2 separate regions of the Capra hircus genome follow, and region 2 is linked to region 1. A link is a contact called in public Hi-C data. All regions are on one chromosome and are shown on one strand. The core of a region is the stretch at or near the end of the contact, and the rest is flanking DNA. Distances in the headings are between cores, read along the strand shown. Region 1 has its middle 31 kb from the start of SYNM. Region 2 holds the start of IGF1R (insulin-like growth factor 1 receptor).

Evidence for each region. Hi-C and Micro-C count contacts between places; a contact is called where the count stands out from the background.
Region 2: a Hi-C map of liver shows a contact between it and region 1, with 8 times the contacts expected there. The contact joins the promoter of IGF1R here to the enhancer-like site in region 1. A contact is called at or near these places in 2 of 5 Hi-C or Micro-C datasets (blood and liver).

The regions. Positions count from the first base shown.
Region 1 is chr21:6,896,551-6,901,151 of ARS1.2, forward strand. No RefSeq gene overlaps it. Among named protein-coding and RNA genes, the nearest start is that of SYNM, 31 kb to the left of the region's middle. Within about 2 kb of position 1,876, at least 1 of the 5 cell types and tissues checked has an H3K27ac peak or open chromatin away from gene starts, as enhancers often do.
Region 2 is chr21:7,036,237-7,040,837 of ARS1.2, forward strand. It overlaps IGF1R (insulin-like growth factor 1 receptor), which reads left to right and starts at 2,270. Exons shown (of 21, transcript XM_018065947.1): 1 at 2,270-2,407. The coding sequence starts at 2,314.

The DNA.
Region 1 (4,601 bases), core at 626-3,125:
AACTGATGGTGTACATTCCAGTCCAAAGGCAGAAGATCAGTGCCTCAGTTAGGAGACTGGAGAGTGAATTCTCCCTTCCTCAGCCTTTTCTTCTTCTGTTCGGGCCTTCAGTGGGCTGGATGTAAATCCAGTAGCTTTCTCAAAGCGTGTTCACAGAATTTTAGTTCCTTGGAACAGAAATTAGAAATTGTTAATACAGGCAATTTGGTATAAAAGGGTTTCAATGTCAAATAAGTCTGGAAAATCCCGGGCAAAAGAGTTAAGCAGATTTCCTCTCTGCCATCCTTCTCAAAGCCTTTAATATGTCCATGTACTTTGTGATTATCTAAGAGGTGATACTTTGTAAAGCTTTCCAGACTTAACACAGTATCTTGTTTGGCATTAGCACCTCTCCAAATCCTGGTAATAAAGTACTACAGAGCAGAAACTATGTTTTATCTGATTTTGTACCCCAGCCTCTAGCTCAGTGCCTGCCAGACAGAAGAGACCAGATAAATGTCTGAAATTCTATTCAACAAAATGGTGAATGATGGATGAAAGGGCAGTAGAGATATGGCCAAGTAATAAACAAACTGTACGCAAGACCAGCCTGAGACTATGGCGAAGACTTCTCAGCCCACTCCTAGAGGGCCAGAAAATCGGAAAAACATTTTAAGGATTTTGGAGTCAGAGCCTGAGCTCTCACCATTCTGGAAGATGCCGCAGGGACGACAAGGTGAATTTGCTCTTTCTTAGTGAAGCAGATGCTCCCTATGTCCCGCCCATATTCTCTGTTTCTCCCAACTGCAGGCATTTGCATTTCTGTCTGAGATTTTCTTTTTGCCACAAGAGCCAGTTTTGCTGTCCATTCAGCACGCCCTGGGAGCCGCTGTCCATGATCAGCTGGAGTTGGTGTATCAATACCCCAGCTCCCCACCCCACAGTTGGGCTAACTCAGCCTGTGTGTTTCACCACTCATAGCTCAGTGGGTAAAGAATCTGCCTGCAGTGCAGGAGATTCAGAAACGTGGGTTTGATCCCTGGGTCGGTAAGATCCCCTGGAGAAGGAAATGGCTACCCATTGCAGTATTCTTGCCTGAAAAATCCCATGGACAGAGAAGCCTGGAGGGCTACAGTCCAAAGAGTTGCAGAGTCGGACATGACTGAGCAAGCTTCCCCACCCTCCCGTCCCTGCGAGGATCCCAGGAATCCCCTCTTACTTGCATTCCCTGCTTCTGATCCTTGGCTCATGTTCTGTTTCTGGGGGACCCCTAAAATGACAGCGCTCGCCTTTCCATGGATTCTTTCCCGTCTTGACTCCTCCTCAACTACAGGACCTCGGAACCCCTGGAAATCTCCCCTAAACTAGTTCTCAAAGGGGACCCTCCTGTCGGCTCACAGCCCCACTGTCCAGCTTAGCCATCCCAGGGCATATCCCAGTCATGCGTTCAGTTGGTATGAAGGGGAGACTTGGGAATGTACCCTGTCCTGAGCCAAAGGGGGTACTGGGGGCACCAAGGTGGGAGAGACAGGCTTAGAGCCAGCCCTCAGGGCACTCCCACGCTTTTACAGAAGATAAGCACAAATCACATTACCACACAAATCACCACGCAGTGATAATCCTTAGCGAGTGCTGAGAAGCAGAACCGTGGGGTGCCACGGAGGAGAATAACAAGAGCGCCTAATCCAGTCGCGGGCGTGAGGGAGGCTTCCCAGTGGCACTAACCTGCCTGTTGAGACAGAGGGTGTACAAGCCCTGGGTGGGTGTGGGTGTGGGGTGGGGTGGGGAAGACAGGTCGGGCAGAGGCAACAGCTACACAAAGGCCCTGGGCAGAGGAGCGCGTGCCTTTCCACGCCAGTTGTCTGATCGGTGGGCCTCCCAGGGTTCCCGAAGCCATCAGAGCCGTCCAGGGCAGGAGCTGAGGCAGGGCTGGCAGAGCCCCCCTTCCTAACTCTGTGCCAGACTCTGTCCTCCGGAGCCCCACGGCAGCTCACAGGTGTCTCCCCTGCAGACTGGGGGGGCCACCAGTCCCTCTCTCTGTGCGTGAGAATTGCACTCCCCAGGCCCCTTGGAAAAGGCCTTGCTTCGGCCAATAAAATGTGAGCAGAAGTGATAAAGTCCACCTCCCAGAGAAGACTTCCTAGAGGTCTTTATGAACTGAGGCACAACCGCGGTGCTCTTTCCCCTCTGCTGTGGCATCTGGAAGTGTTCCAGACGGGTCAGCCCTGTCGGTCTAGATGACTGTGACACGTCAGCTGACCCTCAGTCATCATGTAGCATAAGCAAGAAATAAACATTGGTTGCTTTAAGCTACTGAGATTTGAAGGTTCCTACTGTGGCTGGGTCCAGCCAAGCCTGACAAACAAACCTGTTAGAACTGCTCTGGGGAAGACACTCGGAGCACTCACAGGCAGGGCCGCACAGTGGCTACTGTGCCACCCCCGAGAACTGCTGGCTCCTGCGTGATCCTGGCTCTGCTGCCTTCTGACTGAGAGACGCGGGGCTGGTTGCTCACGCTCTCTATACTTCTGTTTCTCCATCTATAACATAGTAATGATTGTATTTACTACATATTCTTGAGAGAATTATGTAAGTTCATTCATGCAAAGAGCTTGGAAAATTGCCAGGCACAGAGTAAGTGCTCAATAAATATTAGCTTTAATATTAACATTTTTTTTAAAAAAACAAACAGCAGTTGGATGCCGCAGGTGGCCCAGATCCTTCCTTAGGAAAAATATTATCCAAAGGAAACCTCGCTGGCATAAGGCCTTCAGAAGGGGCAACTCTCTGTATGCAAACTCAAATGTCTCCAAGGAGGGGTGGCAGCATCCACATGTTTAGCTTTTCTTTTTTCTTGTCTGATAGAGGCCCAGGTACTGAAAAAAGGTAGCTTAGCTGGTAAAGAATCCGCTTGCAGTGCAGGAGACCGCGGTTCAATTTCCAGGTCAGGAAGTTCCCCTGGAGTAGGAAAGGCTACCCACTCCAGTATTCTTGGGCTTCCCTGGTGGTTCAGACTGTAAAGAATCTGCCTGCAGTGTGGGAGACCCAGGTTCGATCCCTGGGTTGGGAAGATCCCCTGAAGGAGGGGATGGCGACCCACTCCAGTATTCTCGCCTGGAGAATCCCATGGACAGAGGAGCCTGGCGGGCTACAGTCCATGGGGTCGCAAAGAGTCGACTGAGCGACTGAGCGCAGCACACAGCTGTAATAAACACAGTGATGCAAATGAAGTGGCAAGCGATAGTTGACGCTCAGTTTCTGTGCTGGGTGAAAGTGAAAGCGAAGGTCGCTCAGTCGTGTCTGACTCTTTGCGACCCCGTGGGCTATACGGTCCATGGAATTCTCCAGGCCAGAATACTGGAGTGGGTAGCCTTTCCCTTCTCCAGGGGATCTTCCCAGCCCAGGGATTGAACCTAGGTCTCACGCACTGCGGGCAGATTCTTCACCAGCTGAGCCACAAGGGGAGCCCTCTGTGCTGGGGGCCACGGGTAACGCGGGTGCCAAGGGGGCAGAGGAGCATGGAAGAGGGCATCCCCCACTCAAAGGGGCAGCTCAGACCTACAAGAATGCAGGGGCAGTGATGCTAGGCTTTCAGTTGGTTTTAATAGGCGATTTGGCTTTTAAAATGTGAACTCATGTAAAACATTGTGTGAGGCCAAGCCATCATATGATGGGCTGCATCTGTGGTTTGCATCTCCTGTTCTCAGGACCCTGCTCTTGCATGGGGCGGGAGCTCAGATATTTGTATCACTAAATGTTTGAGTGCTTGTTTAAACGGCTTTTCCAGAACCTAAGTAACATCTTCCCAAAGATCCACTTGGGCCTCCACCTCCTGAAAACATAAAATCACTCCCATTTTTGAAATGGCAATATCTTCAGGGTCCACTGCCGTGTCTCTGTCTTAGTCTCAGTTCAAACCAGTATGAGTCATGTGGCTGCCAACACTTGGCAGTCTTTGGGGAAAGCAGCTCGTCCGGGCTTCTGGCCTCAACAGGGGGTGTGAACTGGAAAGGGGGGCAGTGCAAATCAGCCCGGTGTCCCCACCAGCTCCACAAACCTCCCAGGGCCAATACTTGGAAGGGGTAGGCGTCTGAGGCCACTTGGAGGAAGCGGTCCCCACTGCAGCCCGGGAGCTGTGCCGCCTGCCATCCTCGTGGGATGGGAATGCGGATGGGGATAGGGAATGTGTCCCCCACCCCTCCCCCATCAGTAGGCAGCCAACAGCAGGTGGGCTTGGGTTCCGGGCGCAGGGGTGGAGGCCTTCCCACTGCTTCCCAGCCCTGCCAATGATGGAGAAAGGTTGGAGAGTAGGAAGCTACCTCCTCCCCTTCTTGCCTGTTACCCTTGGCCTGGGGTGACCATAATTTCACATCAGTAAAGCAGCGGGATCCTTCAAGCTGTTCCCAGTGACTTCTCAGTTGACACCAGGCAGATCACTGAACATTTTTTTTTGATGATTCAGTCTCTTATCTGTACCGCAGGTGTAATAATAGCATCTTCAGAGAGTCATGTGTCACAGACTTCATTAGCATTTCCAAAAGCCGGTGAGCTTCTTAGGGGGAGAGATGGCTTACCCCACCCTCCACCCCGCACCACTCCATGTGACCCCGATCCCCCTACGT
Region 2 (4,601 bases), core at 1,020-3,519, 140 kb after region 1:
TCTTTGGGGAAACCCCTCCTCGGGCACCTTCAAGAAAACCACGGAGGAGACCGGGCGGGCGCTGGTTTCCAGTCCTGTACGCAGCGAAGGAGGGAAGAGAGACGCGCCCGGAAGGACGCGAGCAGGTGCGGGTGGGCTCCCGCAGTGGCGGCTCGGCGATCGGGCGCGGCGTGTCGCGGCGAGAGCCCGGCCAGGAGACTTCGGCCCCAGGCCCCGAGCGCATCCTCCTGGGGCCCCCCCGGCACGCCCCCTTGGCCTCCGGGGGCCCCCGCAGCCCCGCACCGAGCACGCGCCCCGGCCGCCGCCCGCAGCCGCCCACGTGGTGGGGCCGGCAGAGAAGCGAGTCAGCGAGCCGCTCCCCGGACCCGCCGCGGGTCTCCGGTGCCGGGCCCGCGCAACCCAGCTCGGCCGGCCCCCGGCCCGGGCCCCCAGATTTCCTCTCCCGGAGGGAGGGGACACTCGGCGGGCCGGCCCTCCCCGCGCCCGCCGCGCCCCCTGGCGGCTGCGGCTGGGACGCGCCCAGGGCCCGCGGGGCGGCCCGTCTGGGCCCCCCTACGCCCGCTCCGGGCCCCCGCGGGCAGTCTCCTCGGGCTCCGGGGCCCGAGCCGCGCCCTTCCCCCTGGCTCCCCGCGAGTCCCGGGACTGTGGGCTCCCCTGGGGCGACGCCGCGGCCGTCCCGGCCTTGAGCCAAAGTGCCCGCTTAGTAGCCTGGTTTGGGGCGTGGGGGGGGCGTCTCCTTTCTCCCAGGTATGCCCCTCCCGCCACATTCGAGCTTTCCAGCCGGCTGCGAGAAAATGCCGCATGCACGCACTTATTTATTTATTTTGCAACAGCTGCAAGACACAATGAAGCTTTTCAAGAACCGGGGCAACGCGCGCTCCAGCCGCGCTGTTGTTGTTTTCAATGAACCTCTCGGGCCTCGCGCTCCCCGCCCAGCCCGGCCCAGCCCCTCCCCCGCTCCCCAGCCCGCTCCTCTGCCGGGCAGGGCCCGGCGCCGGGGGCATTGTTTTTGGAGTCTTGCGGGAGGGGCGCGCGCGTGCAGGCTGGCCGGCGCAGTGCGGTGGGGGTGAGAGCAGGGGCGCGCGCGCGCGGGAGCCGGTGCGCGCGGGCGGGGCGCGGGGGCGGCGCCTTGCCGCCTAGCCGCCCGCGCCGGGGCTCCGCTCCGCACGTCCCTGCGTTCCTGGGCTCCAGCTCTTGGCGCGCGCCGGCCGGGGCCCGGCCCTCCGCGCGCCGGGGCTGCGGCTGTGGCCGCTCCAGTGCGCGCGCGCGTGTGAGTGTGTGTGCGCGGCCCCGAGCGCACGCGCGCGTCAGGCCCCAGTGTGTGGCAGCGGCGGCGGCAGCGGCGCGGCGGGGCTGAGGCTTTTGTTTACCAGCATTAACTCCGCTGAGCGGAAAAAAAAAAAAAGGCGGGGGGAGGGAAAAAAAAAAAAACAACCCGAGGAGGAGCGAGCGCACCAGGCGAACTCGAGCGGCGGGCGAGGGAGAGGGACGCCACCGGCGAGCCTGGCCCCGGCGCGCCCGTGCCTGGAGCTTGCAGACCCCCGGGCCCTCCACGCCCCTCCCGCGCGAGGGGAGCTCCACGGCGCGCCGCGGCTTTGACCTTCAGCGAGCCGGAGCCCCCGCGCCGAGCCGGCGGCGGGCGGGGGCCGGCGCGGGGCGGGCGGCGGGAGCGCTGAGCGCGGCCGGCCCGCCGCTTTGTGTGTGTCCTGGATTTGGGAAGGAGCTCGCGGCGGCGGCGGCGGCGGCGGCGAGCGGAGCCCGGCGGAGGAGGAGCAGCAGGAGGAGGAGGAGGGGAGCGGCTCATTCATTTTTCCTCCGCATTTCTGCCCCCGGCCGGCCTCCCCCGCGACCCGGGCTCCGGGGCAGTCTTGCGAACTGCGTCGCGCCCTCCCGCCGCGGAGGCTCGGGCGTCGGGCCGCCTCCCCCTCTGTCTGGGGTCGGGTTTGTTTTCCTTCGCCAAGACGGATCCGGGCTTGGCCCCCTTCTCTTCGCAGTTTTTCCTCCCTCCTGCCTCTCTGGGTTTGAAAATGGAGGCCGACGACGCAGACAGCCCGCCCCGGCGCGCCCCGGGTTCCCGACTCCGCCGAGCGCTGGGCCGCGGCTGCCGGCGCTGAGGGCCGCCCGCCGCCACCGCCCGCCCCGTCCGCGCCTCCCCGCGGACCCCCGGCCGGCGCCGCCTCGGGAAGTGGTGTCGCCTTCGCCCTTGTTTTTGGAGGTGGGCGGGAGACGAAGACTCGGAGACTTTTTCTTTTCCTCCTCCACCCCCCCCTTTTTTTTTTTTGAGAAAGGGGAATTTCGTCCCAAATAAAAGGAATGAAGTCTAGCTCCGGAGGAGGGTCCCCGACCTCGCTGTGGGGACTCCTGTTTTTCTCCGCCGCGCTCTCGCTCTGGCCCACGAGTGGAGAAAGTGAGTATGTGCCCGCCGCCCGCGGCCACTGCGGGAACTTTTCCTCCGAGGGGCTGCGCCCTGTTTGCGAAACCCGAGTTGCCACCGTCGCAGCTGTCGGGCTCCCGGGCCCTGGGGCCGCGGGGCGGGGCGCCGAGGGGCTCGGCCGCGAGGCCGAGGGGGGAGCCCCGGGGCCCAGGTCGTTGGTTCGGAGGCCCGCGCGGCCCCGGGCTCGGCGCATCCCCGCGCGGGAAGGGCCTCGGTGGCTCTCCCTTCCGCGGTCCCGAGAGCCCTGCCCCGCGGCCCGGCTGTCTGGGCTGCGCTCCCTACTCGGTGGCCCGCGGCGGGGCCAGGCCCCGGGGCGCCAGCGGGGAAGTTCGCGCCCGGCCGCCCGCACCGCGCGCCCCTCCCGGCGCGCGGGGCCTCCCGACACGCGGCGCGCAGGCGGCGGTGACAGCTCGCGCGGCGCCCTCGCGGCTGGGGCAGGTTCGGTGCCCGGGGGGTGGGAGCGGGCAGCCCGCCGGTCCCGGGGATGCAAGGTGCCCAGTGGGAGGTGCCCGGCGGGGAGGCCCCGCGGCCCCGGAATAGGTTTCCTTCCTGCGCGACCTCCTGTCGCTCGCCGCGCTTGGCCCCTGGGGCTCTTTGGGTTCCCTGTCGCTTTCGCCGGATCCGCGGCGGGTCGCCAGCTCTCTCCGGCCTCCCCGGGCTTCTCAGTGCGGCTGGAGGCGCGGGGAGCGTTCCCACTTAGATCTCGCACCCCACGGTGCAGCCCCTGGAAAAAGGCGAAGTCGGGAGCTCGTCGTCAGTCGGGCTGTTCCGGACAGCGCGTCCAGACCCCGAGTTCAGAGGGTTTGGGGGCCCCTTCTCCCCGTTTTATAGCGGCCCGTGGACGCTCTTTTCGTCCCGGCGGGGCTAGGGTTGGTAGGGCGGCCTCCGACTGTGCGGGAGTGGGTGTGTGGTCGGAGCCGACGTGCATTTTCACACACGTGCTCGCAGCCACACGGCCTCCCAGGGACACCGTGCCCCGGGGAGAGGTGGCCCGCGTCGCGGTTTCGGTCGCGCGGGGCTCCGCGGCGGTGGGCGTGCGGCCCCGGCCTGGGCTTCGTGTCCCGAGTTGTGTTGCGCGCCCCCCACCCCCCGCCCGCGCTTCCTCTGCACAGAGTTAATAAGCAATATCGCTCCACGCGCTGCCGCTTGCAACCTGATAGCTTTTGTTTTGGTGGTGTCGGCTAGGGGTAGGGACGGGCAGGGAGCGGGGGAGAGAAAACTTAGGGCCCCGCGGTATGTGGAGCGGGGAGAGGAGGGGTTTCCATTCTTCTCCAAACGGTAAAGGGAGGCTCTGCTGGTCCATTCGCGACGGCAGAGTATCTTGAGCACGATTATAAAGTTTAAATGCAGGCACAGAACTGGGGCTGGGAACGGCGAGGGCGTGTTGGTGAGTAATGTTTGCCGAGTGTATGCAGGTGGTGCCAATTAACTTTGAAAAATCACGACTGCGCCTTCCAGAGTGAGGGGGAGAGTCAGGAGGCAGCGGGGGCTGCCTGGCCGCGTCTTAGGTGCAATTCGGAAAAACTGTTCGTATAAACAAACCCTTCTTAAACGTTTTGTAAGAAATGCGTTCACGACGGAGTACGAGCAGATTTTTACAGGATTAGCGTGTTTACTGCGTGGAGTAAGACTCGCCTTGAGTCCGGACCCTCCACAAATCTGAGCTCTCCTGCTCTTTGTTTCTGAAGTTTCCGCACGCTGGATTGGGCGAAAGGCTCTCGGCACCCTTCTAAGGCTCACAGATGGTGTTTGGGGGCACAGAGGGGGGCTTCTAGCCTTCGGAAGCTAAATATAGTTCAGGAGACACAAGAGAGTTAATCCATTTTATTACGGCATGTTGTTGAACTGTGTCGTGTCTCTAGTTTTATTTAATGTTAGTAAGTTCTGAAATTCACAACACCAGGGTTGGCCTTGCTTCTCCGATGCAGGACTCCGGGATTTTAAAATAGGATGTCTTGTTTGGAATTCTTGATGAAAAATACTCTTTGTGAAAGGTGTTTTGTTCTGTTTGTTTTTCTTGAGAAAACAGGCAGGAGAGGAAGGGGCGTTTTAACTACTTTTATAGTACAAGATGCCAAACTTTGCTCAAGGATCCCTTGCAAATAGTTGGTTTCTGAAAACTTGATGGATGGCCAGAAGGTGCCCCATTCCTGATTATGGTTTGTTG